3 separate regions of the Hordeum vulgare genome follow, and regions 2 and 3 are each linked to region 1. Evidence: chromatin contacts called from public Hi-C data. All regions are on one chromosome and are shown on one strand. Each heading gives the region's core, a stretch centred on a gene start, on an enhancer-like site or on the middle of the called end of the contact. The rest is flanking DNA. Distances are from core to core; before and after follow the strand shown.

Region 1 (4,691 bases), core at 1,142-3,641:
AATGGTATGAAACTTTGTAAGTATGATTTTAAGTAGCTAAGCTAAAAATTGTTTACAAACATCAATTCTGTCAGGTAGACAATGGTAACATAGAGTAGAGCAACGCGTGTTAGTTTGCACACTAAAAACTTGAAACAACTTTATTGATACAGAAACGAATACAACATTATCCTACAATAAAAGCTGCATGCTTATGCAAGTACAGATACTAACATCCATTCTATCAGGTAGAGAAACCAGTAAGCAAGTGTACCTTGCCCCTTGTAGGTCAGAATCAGGTTGGCATCTGAATCTGATGGATTATCCTTTGCTAATGGGGCAGTTGGAGAGTGGAACAGCCTCTCCTCTATCACTAAAAACATGATTGCCAAGCAACTCAGATGTTGCAAATTACAATGTTTGTCAGGCTGCTATCTGTAATTTGGTGAAAATATCAGGTGAGCAACATGGCATGCACCACCATCATCAACTAGTCAACCTCCTTTATTTAGAGAGCACAAGCCTCGGATTTCCCATCTTGGGAATGAAAGAATCATCAGCGTGGGGCGAGCACATGGCATCAAAGCTTCTCTGTTAACCGAATCATGAAAGAACTGACAGCAACAACATCAAGAACAATCCATGATGACTCAAACATGTCATGGAAATAATCTGCACCGATCTCCTCTGCCGCTGACCTAAATGCATTACCAAACGCGTTCCCCTGAACTGCCCCGAGCCTTGGCTTCCCACATACACCAATGACCAACACCTTCTCAGGCTCCCTTGCTAAGCAGGCACAGATTAGTGGCTTCATCCTTGCACCCCTCTCCTTTAGTGCATCCATCAGGAAGAAACAGAATTTAGTAAGCGCCTGTGGATGGCACAGCTTAGCAGTGTCCACTGGATCATCAAGCTTCACCCACCGGAACTTCTTAGCACTCCGGATGAATCCACTCTTGGTGATGGCTGAGCTTCCCTGCCTCAGTATCGCCATCTGTATCTCAATTGCAGATTGCATTCCTTTTCGCAGCTGATCCACATTGCTCAGCGACAACGCAGAGTATGCAACCCAAAATTGCTCAGCAGCACAGGACTCCTTTGAGTCCTTGGACTCGGCATTGAGGGATTCAAGCAAAGCTGTGACGCCATAGACAACATCCGCAGCAGACACCTTGGACCTGTAACCGTGCACCCTCAGGAAGCTCCGGTAGTAGAACTCAGTGAGCCCATACTCAGGCAGGAACCGATCAAACTCATCGCGCATCTTGCGCTTGACCTCCATGCTCATGTACTGGAACCTCTTCTGGCAGTCGGCGAGCGGGAACCCCATCCTCGCTAGGAGCAGCTTCAGCTTCTTCAGCCCGTTGTCGCTCCAGGTCTTGAGCTTGGTCGCGACATATGAGGAGCAGAGCATGGAGTCGAACAAACTCCACTCCCGCAGCAGCATCAGCCTTGGCTCGTCCTCATAGGCGATGCGGGAGGCCTCCGGCGCCCGGATCTTGGTTCCATCCTTGAGCGTCACCACCGACCCGAGGCCGGACGGGTCGAGGTTGCCTGATCCATTGATGTGCTGCTCGAGCTCCATGACGGCAGCCTGGTAGCGCTCGTTGGTGATGCGCTCGTGGACGAACTGGTCAGTGAGGGAGACGCAGGCGAGCCAGAGGAGCTCGTTGGTGTTCCTGCGGAGCGCGTGGGCGAGCTCGTACATGAGGCACCCCGAAGGCTTCCCGTGGAAGGTGCCGAGGCGGTAGTACTCCCTCCGCAGCTTGCCGAACAGCCTCTCCGGGTCGCCGTCCGCCTCCTCCCCATCGTCCGAGAGCCGCCGCCTCTTCCTTCTCCCTCCCTCGGCATCAGAATCGGAGTCGGAGGCGTCAGAGTCCTCGTCCTCCTCCGAGACACGGAGGTGCTCGTCGGCGTCCCCGTCGGCGGTGAGGTCGGAGGCGTTGGCGAGGGCGGAAACGTCGAAATCATAGGAGAGGTCGGCGGTGTGCTCGTCGTCGGTGGAGAACAGCACGACGACGCGGTCGTTGGCGGCGGCGAGGTTGTGGAGGTGGACGGGGCGGTGGGAGTCGACGACGAACGCGGTGGAGGCGGGGGGCAGGATGCCGCGGAGGTCGCGGTGCGCGCCCCAGTTGATGAGGAGCAGACAGAGCGGCTGGGACGCGGAGAAGGAGGCGAGGAGGGTGGCGGCGGCGGCGGCGGAGGCGACGGGGTAGATGGAGAAGCGGATGGAGTCGGCGGAGAGGACGTGGGCGAGCGCCTTGAGCGCGCAGAGGGAGTCGGCGTCGGCCGCGGATGGGAGGATCAGCAGCGGGGAGGAGGCGGCCGCCGCGGCGGCGGCGGCGGCGGCGCGGAGGCGGGCGTAGAAGGAGTCGGCGCGGAGCTCCCGCACCATTGGCGCATCAACGAGGGGGGATCGAGATCGAGAATTTTGGGTGGAGGGGAGGGGAGGGGAGGGGTGGAGAGGAATGCTCGAGATCTGGGAATGGAGTTTGGATTGGGGGCGCTTTGTGGGAGCGGCGAGCGCGGGAGGATTTCGGGATTTTGGTTTTGGGAGGGAACGGCTCGCGTCTTTCGATTTTCGAACTCCAAATTTTCGGCTTTGGGGGGATGGAATCCCGTTCCGGCTCGTCACTGGAGCAGAGCCGCTTGTGCCACCCCGATGTTTCCTTGGATGACAGGTGGGCCCACGTTCCGGTGGGGCGGGCTTGTCATACGGGAGAAACAGACGGGCCATACGATTGATTCATTTCATTCGGTGATGCGTAAACGTCACTACTGCTCGTAGATAGCTGGGCTGGTTCTGACCTACTAATTGCGAGGCCGCATGGGCTCAGGTCCAGCGTCTATAATCGAGAGACTTTCAGGAGGGAAAATCCTATTCGCCGCTTGCTGCGGCGAATGGTCGAGGTTTCGCACAAGGGCGGATGCAAGGGAGGCTAGTTGGCCCGGCCATTTCCAGCTTTGCACAGTGCGGCCAAGTTTCTTCTGTGTTGTTTCTTTTTCTATTTACTAGAAAAAAGGCTCGTGCGTTGTAACGGAAGCGAAAAAAAATCCACGTTTCTAATATAACATGATGTCCTGTATTTCCCGAGTCTAAGAAGAAACTATATGGTTCAGACTTTGGACTCGTGTCTCACGTTTAAACGAAGAAATATTCCTCTCTAGGGTAAAGGTGCAAATATAGATAAAATGTATAGATTGCTTTCCCAAATTATTTTGAACCTTTTCCAAAATTCACATTAAAGTTCTACTCCAAGTTTAGTATCCAAACCTTTCCCATAAATCTTTCTGCATTTGTTAAAGCCACCCACAAATTTTCATCATTTTTCAGAAATCCTAAATCGAACTTCTAGTTCTAACTCATTTGAATTGAATTTAAATGAGTTTGATTAATATGATTCCATCATGACAAAACATTATCTTCCCAATATACATATTTAAAGTAGTCCAGGGAATTTGTCCTCACTTCAAAACTCTTCTCCAAACCCCTTTGTGCTTGTCTTCTACTCCCTCCGTTCCTAAATATAAGTCTTTCTATAGATTTCACTAATAGACTACATACGAATGTATATAGACATACTTTAGAGTGTAGATTCATTCATTTTGCTCCGTATGTAGACTTCTAATGAAATCTCTTAAAAGACTTATATTTAGGAACGGGGGGAGTAGTTCTTTGTTTATTTCTAAACAGAAAAAAAAAATAGCAGAAGAGAGGAGCACAAACACATAGCCAGCCACAGCCCACTTGCCTAGCCGGCCTAGCGAAAGGGATCAGCTCATGAGTTTAATTCTTTTTCCCCTCCTTTCCTTGAGTGCCCAATTCTGCTTGTTGATCCTTCAAACAGATTACGTATATGAACTGATAGAATCATATCTAAATAAGCGAGGTGGGACAAGAGCAGAGCTGGTAAGTTCGATCCTAACAGCTCTTGTACACCTAAAAAGTCAACTTACTTGTTCACAATCCATAAAAGAACTTCAGTTGAAAGGCCACTTGCTTGGCTCGTTGCTAGACCCAAAATTGACCGAGCTGAACATCACGAAGACAACGTACGGACAAATATTTGGAAATCCCTATTTGACGCGCGTTGCGTCAAAATACCGCAACTGAAGAACGACTGGTCATCAGGATTGGGCCGGCCCGTTTAACCGTCTCAATGTGTTTCCGGTTTTGGGAACCTTCTAGAGGTTTTCAGTCTTTTTTTTGGTTTTAGGAACTTTTTAGAAGATTCCCTAAACCGGTTTTTCTTTTTTCTTTATTCTTTTTTGTTTCTTTTTTTGTTTCTGTTTCAAAATTGTTCTGAATTTTCAAAAAATGTTTCGGAAATTGAAAAATGTTTTGGAATTTGAAAAAATGTTCCATACTTTGGAAAATGTTTGGAATATGAAAACATGTTCCAGAATGTAAAAAAATTGTTTCGGATTTTGAAAAAATGTTTCGGAGTTTGAAATATTTTTTCTGGATTTGAAAAAATGTTCCGGCATTTGAAACAATGTTCCGAAATTTGAAAAAATGTTACAGAGTATATAGAAATATTCTGGCATTTAAAAAACTGTTCACGAATTTGAAAAAATGTGCTGGTATTTGAAAAAATGTTCCGAAACTTGAAAAATGTTCTAAATTTTGGAAAAATGTTCCGGAATTTGTAAAAATCTTCTGGAATTTGAAAAAATGTTCCTAAATTTGTAAAAATGCTTTGGAATTC
Region 2 (4,691 bases), core at 1,153-3,652, 700 kb after region 1:
GCTTTGGTTACCCATCTGTAGGTAGTAGCTAGCTAGAGAACAGAATGAGCTACCACGATCTAATCAACAGCAAACACCTGTTAATTATTTTGGATGAGAAGGCAAAACAAGGACACGACTAGGAGAATCAAGATTCAACAAAAACAGCCTGTATGTATAGACGACCGAGGTCCTTATTATATTATTATACAAGGAATAAGGAGTGGTTAACAATGGAGAAGAGCCATCTACAAACGCAACACATATACAAAACCTAAAGAAAAACTTTGCAAAACCACAAGTTGGCTGAAATTTCATACTATATTTCTCTAATTCTTAATTTGGACCAACATCCAACCATGCTCATCTCCTCTCCACTTCAAATATTACTTAAATTACCAAGAATTGTTCGTGTTGCTAAAATAGCTAACAACAGACTTCTTGAGATACTTATACTATCCTCATATGGTTAACTATATTTTGGTCAAAGGATTCCCACCACCTGAGTTCTATTACCCAAATTACTCAAAGATCCCCACAAAAATTTAGGCACCCGAGTATTACTGCCATGCGACAACATGAGCTCAATGAAGAAGCAACATATAGTATATAGTTAACTCACAACAAACAATATAATGTCCTTTTTACAAAATCCTAAAACAAGCTAATGCAACGACTGTAATCTCTCTCCATATTCCATATAATCAACATCGATCTAATCAATGAAGCAACCAACAAAATTACTACAATCAATGAACATTCGATCAGTAGAACCGAGCACCAGGATTGTTAGCAGCAGCTGGGCGTCCATTCATAGCGGCAGAAGCAAGGTCGTAATTCCCATAAGGAAATTCACCGCCGTCGTCGTAGCTCCCGAGCTTGCCCTGCTGAGGCAAAACATTGCCGGTGGTCACCGCGGAGCTCGGCAACTGCAGACCGTTGGCCGGCTCACCGAAGTTTTGGGCGCCAACGGCACCTCCTAGGGCTCTCACCATGATCGCCTGCTGCTCATGGAGGTTGACGTCGTAGCTTCTTCTTCCCATCACCATCCCGCCATGCGGCGCCGTATTCATAAGCATGTGCTGCCAGGAGGAGCCGCTTGTTGCCGGGACCGAGCTGGCCATGGCGGTGGCCGTTTGCGCGTTGCTTGGGGCGTTGGTCAAGCTGTAGTTAGACATGACGTTGAAACTTCCAGCTGTAGTAGGAACGGAGGGGTAGTAGTAGTCGGCGTTGTACGGCGGCGGGTCACCGTTGGTGTTGGTGGTGGTGGTCGTCTCGGCCGGCAGCTGGTTGCTTGTGTACTCGTCGGAGTTGGGGATGTAGAGCGGGTCGATCGTGAACATGGAGTCGGTGAAGTCTCCAGCGCCCTCGCCGGCGTCGACGACCGAGCTGGCGTTGGGCGTCGTGACGGCGGAGTACTCGGCGTCCACGTCGGCGTCCCTCGCCGCCTTGGCCTCCCCCTTCTTGTTGAACACCTTGCACACGACCCATTCGTCCTGACCGATCAAATTAAAACACAGACGAAAAAGAAAAGAAACAAATCAAATCAATTCACGCTCCGATGGAATGTTCAGTGCATATATACCTAATAATATTACTAATCTAGTAGTTAACAAAGTGGAATGTTGGAGAGGCTGACCTTGGGATTGTTCATGGTTTGGTCTCTGGACTTTCCTTGGAGGCGGAACTCGTGCATGACCCATTCAGACTTGGCGCCGCGGGGCGCTCGGCCCGTGTAGAAGACGAGCGTCTTCTTCATCCCGACGAGCTCGCGGGCGCGGGGCTTGAAGATCTCCCTGTCCTTGCCGGTGGCCTTCCAGTAGCCCTCCTTGGTGGCGCGGTTGGCCCGGCTGCCCGTCGGGTACTTGAGGTCCTTGTGCACGAAGAAGTACCACTCCTTCTCCCCCATGTTGGCCTTGCCTTCAATTCCACATCAAAACAGCATCGATCAGCTAGCAGCCCGTGCATGGAAGAAGAGGAGGATGACGATGATGAACGGGGGCGGATCGAAGAAGTGAATTGTTACGTACCTGGGAGATCTCGTGGCTCGCAGCTGTTGAGGTCGACCTCGCCGACGGCGCGGGAGACGAAGCTAGGGTCGAGGAACTTGCGCAGGAGGTAGCACGTGATTATCTCCTCGTCGGTGGGGTGGAACCTGAACCCGGGAGGCAGCGACAGGCCCCCGCCGCGGCCTTGCTCCTCCGACCCTGCACCTGCTGCGATGCTCTCCACCATGCTCGCTCGCCGCCCCTCTCGACCAACCAAGCAAGCTATAACCAAGGAAAAGCAGTAGCCGGCTGGGAGTGAGACCGGCCGGTCGAGGATGGAAGAGGAAGGAGGCTTCTGCTTGGGCGCACAAAGAAAGAAAGCTCGAGCTCGGACGGAGGGATGAATGGGAATAGGAAGGGGATAGAGAGCGAGCAAGAGGCCAACTTTTATAATGCTTTCAGCGACCTTTTCCGTGGCTCGTGAGGTCCACCAAAACCTTGCCTAGGAAGGAACTCTCTTCACTCGGTTTCATTAATCATCTCGCATCGCAACATCAGATTTAGGTGTGATCAGGGGCATTAATCTTGGCGATTATAATTGCATCCCGCAGCTTTAATTTCAGCGATTATCTTGACAGCGACGGGCGAGTGTGGGGGCTGCCGATTAAAACTGACGGCGGGAGGCTTGTCTGGTAGGCCACTTGACTTTCTTCACCCTCTTGTAGCGTTGCTCAGAAAGATACAAATCCAAATCATAGACTGTTCTCTCACCTAGATATTTTGACAAAGAAACTATCCCCTTTACTTTTTCTCGTCCCATTTTCTGTATATGTATATATAGATAGGTAGGCTGATTTGAAGAAACATGTGGGGTTTGCGTGTTCTGTGATGACCATGAGAGACTAGGTATGCAGTTAGGCTAGCTAGCTCTAATAGTACGGTGTAATTTCGCAGCATATAAGTATATATGATAAACAACTCAGTTTGGATTTGTTAATTGTTGATGGGTGTAGATTCAAGTGCGCTTTGCTCCGGTTTCTTTGTAATTGCCATCTCTTTTGACAAAAATAAAATAAAATAAAATTGTGCAGCGGCACATCAGAGCACGCGTGCATGTACACATTGAAGCTAGCTGCCTAGCACCACATCAGCCTAACATAAGTGTTATTAGTACTACTTAATTAGCTTAGCATCAGCATGAGTAGTGCAAAATATTCGTGGTGTGGGCATGCATGCAGCTATCCGGCCCGTTCTTGCAATATGTCCTCTTCAGTTCATGACCATATGGCAATTTAGTTGGGCAAGGTAGGACTTTTTTTTATTACCTTTTTTAACCGTACGGATTCAAGCCTGCAGCAGCAACATAGGACCTCTACAAGAAGAAATATTCTCACGGCATGGAACGGTCAAAGCCTGCTGCCTGCATGGAGATGGAAGAATGACGGCTGTTCATACCACTTGGTACTACAAGTATAGCACCATGCATATATGGAACAATCGAAATTGGTCAGCTCTAGCCTCTCTTGGTTAGGCCACGAGCCAGCCGCCTCGCCTCGGCTAGCTTAGAATCTCGTAGAAACTCAGTACTTACTACTAATGAATGAATCTCGTAGAGTATAAGTTTATTACGTATTCTCTAGCTCTGGGGGAGCACGTGCTTGCATGCTTGACAGCCAGCCCTAGCTAGACCACAGGATGCAAAGGTCCATCTGTTATCTGGCCGGTGGAACTGGATTTGGCGGCCCGCCGGGCTTGGATTCAAACCCTCGATCTTGACCCAACCGTGGCAGGGAAAGCGATCGGGCGGTGCCACATGTGCGCTAGCTTGTGCTACAGCTAGCTTACGCCCAGCTAGCTACGCCTGTATATCATATGCTCTTGTAAAGCATGTCAGAGGTACACCGTTCTGTGACCCTGCAATGTCGGTTCCGAATCCACGTATGCGAAGTTTCTGCTTGGATCACAAGCTAGTCTACCTAAAATGAGCCATTGCAAATTTGTTTACCTATACAAATGTACTATTCTTTTCAATTACAATTATTTAGATACAGGAAGAATACTCCTACTAGGTAGAAGTAGTGGATTCTGCAGCATTAATTGGTTTGAATTTCTTCATGAACTCGGCAGCTGGCTCGTCAGAGATCCAAGATACTACTGTCAGCATGATGTCGTCAGATAGGAAAAAAAGAAAAGAAAAGATGCAAGCCACAGCTACCAAGCTGTACTCCACCAATTTGGGGATCGAATGCATGTAGTGTATTTCCTCAAGAATCAGCTTGTCCAAGTCTTAGCAAAACTTCCTGGTACGTTCTGTCAGCAGACAGCTCACGAGTTGCATTTTAATATTGTGGAAACACCTCGATCGGAATTCAGAAATGCTCGTACTTACTTGTTTTTTCTTTTCTTTATGCAGTATTAACTTGTCAGAAGTGGGCAGGCTAGGTCAGGAGCTGTTTTGTTTGTTCATTTTTTTTTTCAAATTCATTAACATTTTTGTAAAAGTTGGAACATTTTTTCTAATCCTCTTTATTTTGGATTTTGGAAGATTTTTCCAAATCGTAAACTTTTTCTAATTGTGAACCGGGTACGGTTGTAAAGAATGCAGTAGCCCAGGTCGATTGCTCAGTACCTTCTTTTTTTTTTTTTTTGGGGGGGGGGGGGATTGGTCAGGATTTAGAAAATCCAGGAGTTGTTTTTAGCATAGCATAATTAAAGTACATATTA
Region 3 (4,691 bases), core at 1,428-3,927, 530 kb after region 1:
TAGATGTGAGCCGCAACACTATCTCTAGGCAACTGTTGCACTGTATTAGCGGCATCGGCAAGCCGGCGAGCCGCTGCGCAACCACCGAGCCCGAGCGACGGCCGGAAGAGTCCTTGTCGGCAAACCAACGACGACAACTAGAGGACGCACGAGTACCTGCATGCGGCGCTGACGCTTTGCCTGGGCTATGCGGGATGCTCCCCAACCAATCTGTGGCTTTGGCGCAGCCGCCGGTGGCGGGAAAAGCCAAATTCAGTGGCCGTGACAAAATAGCCGCCGATCTGTAGCTTTCCGGCCAGCCAAGGCACGAGGGAGTGGTGGAGGTCAATTTAGGGCATGTGGCGGCCCGCTGGCGTGATCCCGGCAGCTGGTATGGCCGGAATCAAAGGCGGCGTCCAGCGGCGGTGGGTGTGGGGAAGTGCGGGCTGAAATGTCCTACCCACCAACGGCTCTCGATATACAAGGCACTGACGGGGCGAGGGGAAGAACCTGCGTTTTCGCGGGTTGAGGTGGGCATTTTACCGCGCCCCATAAAAAAATTACGGGTAGAACGCGTTTGGGTTTGATCGGATAGTTTTTTCCACCTCGACCCGTATTTTGACGGTTATTTTGCGGGTCGACGAATTATATAGGATATGCTAAAGATGCTCTAACCCCGTGCATGCTCAAGTTTCAGCAATGCAACAAGCAACTAATATAGCTATTGAGATGGGGTGCCATGAGGTGATGTTGATTCAATGCTACTAAAATAGGCTATTACTACTACGGAGGATTATCTTTCACAGCTAGGGGTCTTTGTTCGAGGATGTTGAATTTCAAATGCGCGTGGGCTTAAATATTGTAGGTGTTGAATATTGCAGTAGAAAATGTAACAGAGTGGCTCACACTTTAGCTGCGCATGGTGCGCGTATGAGGAGTGGCAGCCTAAAATATTGTAGGTGTTGAATATTGCGGTAGAAAATGTAACAGAGTGGCTCACACTTTAGCTGCGCATGGTGCGTGTATGAGGAGTGGCAGCCTAGAAACCTGGCTGGGCCAATTCCCAGAATTTATAAGAGAAGTTGTAGCTGGTGATATACCCAGCATATTAAGTTAATTAATGGAATGCAATGTGTTCTTATAAACAAATGAATCCAAGTGGAAACGAAATTCACTACAAAGTTTTAAAAGGCACACATCAGCCTTGTTAAAGCAACTACTACAAAATCTCAGCAAAATCGGTTTACATTATTGTTTTTTTTAATACAGTACAATCAAAGACACTGAAATGGACTTGTCTCTAAAAAACACACATCTTACCTCTATGAATAAATTCGAGAGACTAAACGAGCACAGCATCTTTAGATTGGCGAACTCATCATACACGCACATCATAGTGACGAAAATGTCTTCTCCCATAGAACGAACATCACAAGAAAGGCTAAAATAAATTCAAAAAAATGCTAATGTGAATACCATAACAGATCCCGTAAAATCGTTTCAGGCCAGATGAGGAGCGCACTAGTCAGCAGTTGAATTCACAACAAGCTTTGTGTAAAATAGCGCAACACAAAGTGAAAGGAAAAAATAGATGGATTATGGTTGTGTCATCGATGACGCCAATGGCCGTGAGCCGTTGTCCTTGGCCGCTAGCATGTATGCTACCACGCAGACACCAAGGGCAATGAGCATTACTCCAAGAACGCGAAGACGGACATGGGCCATGGCTGATTCGAGGGGGGGGCGCTATGTGTGACCAGGAAGCTCCCATGAGCGTTGTAGATCGCACAACACCTTTCTAGGGAGGTGGGATGTGGGCGTGGGAACTAATGCCCGCAATGCTCAATAAGGCGGAACGCCGGCAAGCTCGAGCCCGCATCCGTGGCAGAGCTTGTGCACAACCTGAGAGCTTGATTCGAGGGGGCTCAAGCTCCGCTAGCCTTGGGAATGAAGCAGGAAGTGGTGTAGCTCTGCTCTCGTCATGCTGAGTACCTCGCCACGACAACAACGGTGTGCCATGGTGTTTGGCTTGGGCGACTTCTTGGTGATCTGCTCAAGACCGCTCCATATGTCGCCCAGCTGCACTTGGACAACAAGTCTACATTTCAACTTTGCAAGAATCATGTCTTCCACAAATAGGAGAAATCACATCAAGGTGTGCTACCATTTCATCTATGACTACAACAACAACGACTCAGTCACACCCCAGTTCGTCAGCTCCATGAGTAGCTTGCGAACATCTTCACCGAGGCTCGGGGTTACCAAGTTTGCGAGGAGATCCGTGTCATCGGAGTGAAGTGATCAAAGCCATTTTTGGCTTAAGGGGGAAATGTTTAATAATCCAGCATCGCTTCTGGATCGGCTACCATGGCAATGGTTTTTCGGTACTAGGGCAGCTCCTTTTTTTGGTTTAAGTCTTTTTTGTTTTTGATTACTAAAATAATGATCTAAACGCTTTTACATTAGTTGACAGAGGGAGTAGTAGTTTTTTTTGCTGTTGAGAAATAGCAAATCAGGTAGTGCATATAAATTTCCCGCAAAAAAAGTAGTGGATATAAATTATCCTAAAAAAAGTAGTGGATATAAATTCATTTTCGGCCTTGTCACGTCTGGGTTTTTCTCACGAGGAGCAAATGACTAGCCCGTGAGAAAGCCCAACATATTACCTCGGCCCATTCAACCCTTCACTGATTAACCTGAGCTGCATAAACCCCAACTCCTCCGAGGTATAAAATCGCCCACTCTTCCCTGATCCCGCCGCCGCCGCCTCTCCCCCCTGATCCCGCCGCCGCCGCCGCTGCCGCTGCCGCGCTCCCACCAGGCACCACCGCAAACATGGCTGCTGTCCTCACCCGCCCGACGCCGGGCACGGTCCAGTGCTTCGGGCGCAAGAAGACGGCGGTGGCCGTCGCGTACACCAAGCCAGGGCGCGGGCTCATCAAGGTGAACGGCGCCCCCATCGAGCTGATCCGCCCGGAGATGCTCCGCCTCAAGGCCTTCGAGCCCATCATGCTCGCCGGCCGCTCCCGCTTCAAGGACATCGATATGAGGATCCGCGTCCGCGGCGGCGGGAAGACCTCCCAGATCTACGCCATCCGTCAGGCTGTCGCCAAGGCGCTCGTCGCCTACTACCAGAAGTATGTCGACGAGGCCGCCAAGAAGGAGGTCAAGGACATCTTCGCCCGCTACGACCGTACCCTCCTCGTCGCCGATCCCCGTCGCTGCGAGCCCAAGAAGTTCGGTGGTCGCGGCGCCCGAGCGAGGTTCCAGAAGTCTTACCGTTGATTGGCCTGCAGGATCGTCGACTATTGGGTGGTTTTCTCTGATTTACCTCCCCACTTTTAGACTCCGTATGATTAGTTTCGAACCTTGGCAAGATATTGTGGTATGATGTGATGTGCGATGTTTAAGGCTACTCGGTAGTTGCTCGATTATGTTTTTTTTTTACTTGTTACCTATGTTGAGGAATTTTGATATGGTTGCGTGCTTGCACTATATTTTATGCTATGTTTCAGTTTTCATGCTAAATGATGTTGCCTGATGACTGATGTTATGTTTAAGTTAGCCGGATGAGTAGAACGGTGCGTTGGATCTTTAATACGTAGTAGTATATAAGAGTATCAGACTAATTCGTTTAGGATGACTTTTACCTCACAATTTGTAGAATGTTGATGCTTTGTTCCAGCTCTTGTCAGGATATCGTGATATGGATGTGATGTGAGATGTTTGAGGGTATCTGGTAGTTGCTGGAATATGACTTTGCTTGATACCCAATTTAAGGATTTTTAGTGTCATTGCCTTATATTGATGTTATGTTTCCAGTTTTGCTAGATTGTTGCAAATAGATATCATTTTTATCAACTACTAAACGGCAGAAACGCCCATTTTGCTCTTGTTCAGCAGTGATCTTCATTTGGGTGTTGCATATTGTGTGTATATTGATGACAAGTGGCAAATGATGCTTGTTAAGCACAAGTAATAAGTTTTAAATAATGTTTGGTTCATCTTCCTGTTTTGTCAGGTTTAGCTGATGCCTGTAGGTAGAAGTGTAATCCGTTTTCAGTTAGGTTTGGCTGATGAAAACATGGCGTACCTCCTTACATGTCTTAGTATTTGCCTATAGGAAAAGCATGGTATGTGATTTTAGGCAGATTAAGTTCAATCGTAAGTCAAACACATATCACCGTGTTACCTAGATAGAGCATTTCATCATTAGGTTAGCTTTTAAAATTTCTAGTATTATTCTTCCTCTGTCCCAAAATAAGTGTCTCAAGCTTACTGCAATTTTATACTAGAGCTAGTACAAAGTTGAGACACTTATTTTAAAGTTGAGACACTTATTTTGGGACGGATCGAGTAGTTCAGAATGTTCATAAACAGTAGAACATCCACATCTGAAATGGTGCTTAGCAACACAGTGCAATAATGCTGTCATTCCTGACTATCCACTGCATTCTACTACTGTGTTGAGGTTTAGTTTGAAACAGATGTTGCAGTTTCTTGGGGGTATTTCTGTTCTTTTGAGCAATGTCCTTGTAGTTTTGGTTGATCAATATGAACAGTTTTCCTGTGGTCTTGGTGCAACATTGTGGCAAAATGGCTGTGCTTCTCTTGTGTCTAGTGTGCTGAGTGTTTGATTTGTGTTTGTGCCGTAGTGCCTTTACCCCCACTGTATCTGATGTTACAAGGATTTAGCCCTGTAGCTGTTAGCT

Evidence for each region. Hi-C and Micro-C count contacts between places; a contact is called where the count stands out from the background.
Region 2: a Hi-C map of seedling shows a contact between it and region 1, with 6 times the contacts expected there. The contact joins the promoter of LOC123395885 here to the promoter of LOC123452042 in region 1. A contact is called at or near these places in 3 of 6 Hi-C or Micro-C datasets (leaf and seedling).
Region 3: a Hi-C map of seedling shows a contact between it and region 1, with 8 times the contacts expected there. The contact joins the promoter of LOC123395745 here to the promoter of LOC123452042 in region 1. A contact is called at or near these places in 2 of 6 Hi-C or Micro-C datasets (leaf and seedling).

What each region holds. Positions count from the first base shown.
Region 1 is chr5H:314,767,327-314,772,017 of MorexV3_pseudomolecules_assembly, forward strand. It overlaps LOC123452042 (cell division control protein 45 homolog), which reads right to left and starts at 2,392. Exons shown (of 1, transcript XM_045128616.1): 1 at 114-2,392. The coding sequence starts at 2,377. The coding sequence ends at 560.
Region 2 is chr5H:315,471,817-315,476,507 of MorexV3_pseudomolecules_assembly, forward strand. It overlaps LOC123395885 (NAC domain-containing protein 77-like), which reads right to left and starts at 2,403. Exons shown (of 3, transcript XM_045090914.1): 1 at 2,010-2,403; 2 at 1,619-1,899; 3 at 564-1,475. The coding sequence starts at 2,214. The coding sequence ends at 744.
Region 3 is chr5H:315,296,887-315,301,577 of MorexV3_pseudomolecules_assembly, forward strand. It overlaps LOC123395745 (40S ribosomal protein S16), which reads left to right and starts at 2,678. Exons shown (of 1, transcript XM_045090774.1): 1 at 2,678-3,507. The coding sequence starts at 2,815. The coding sequence ends at 3,264.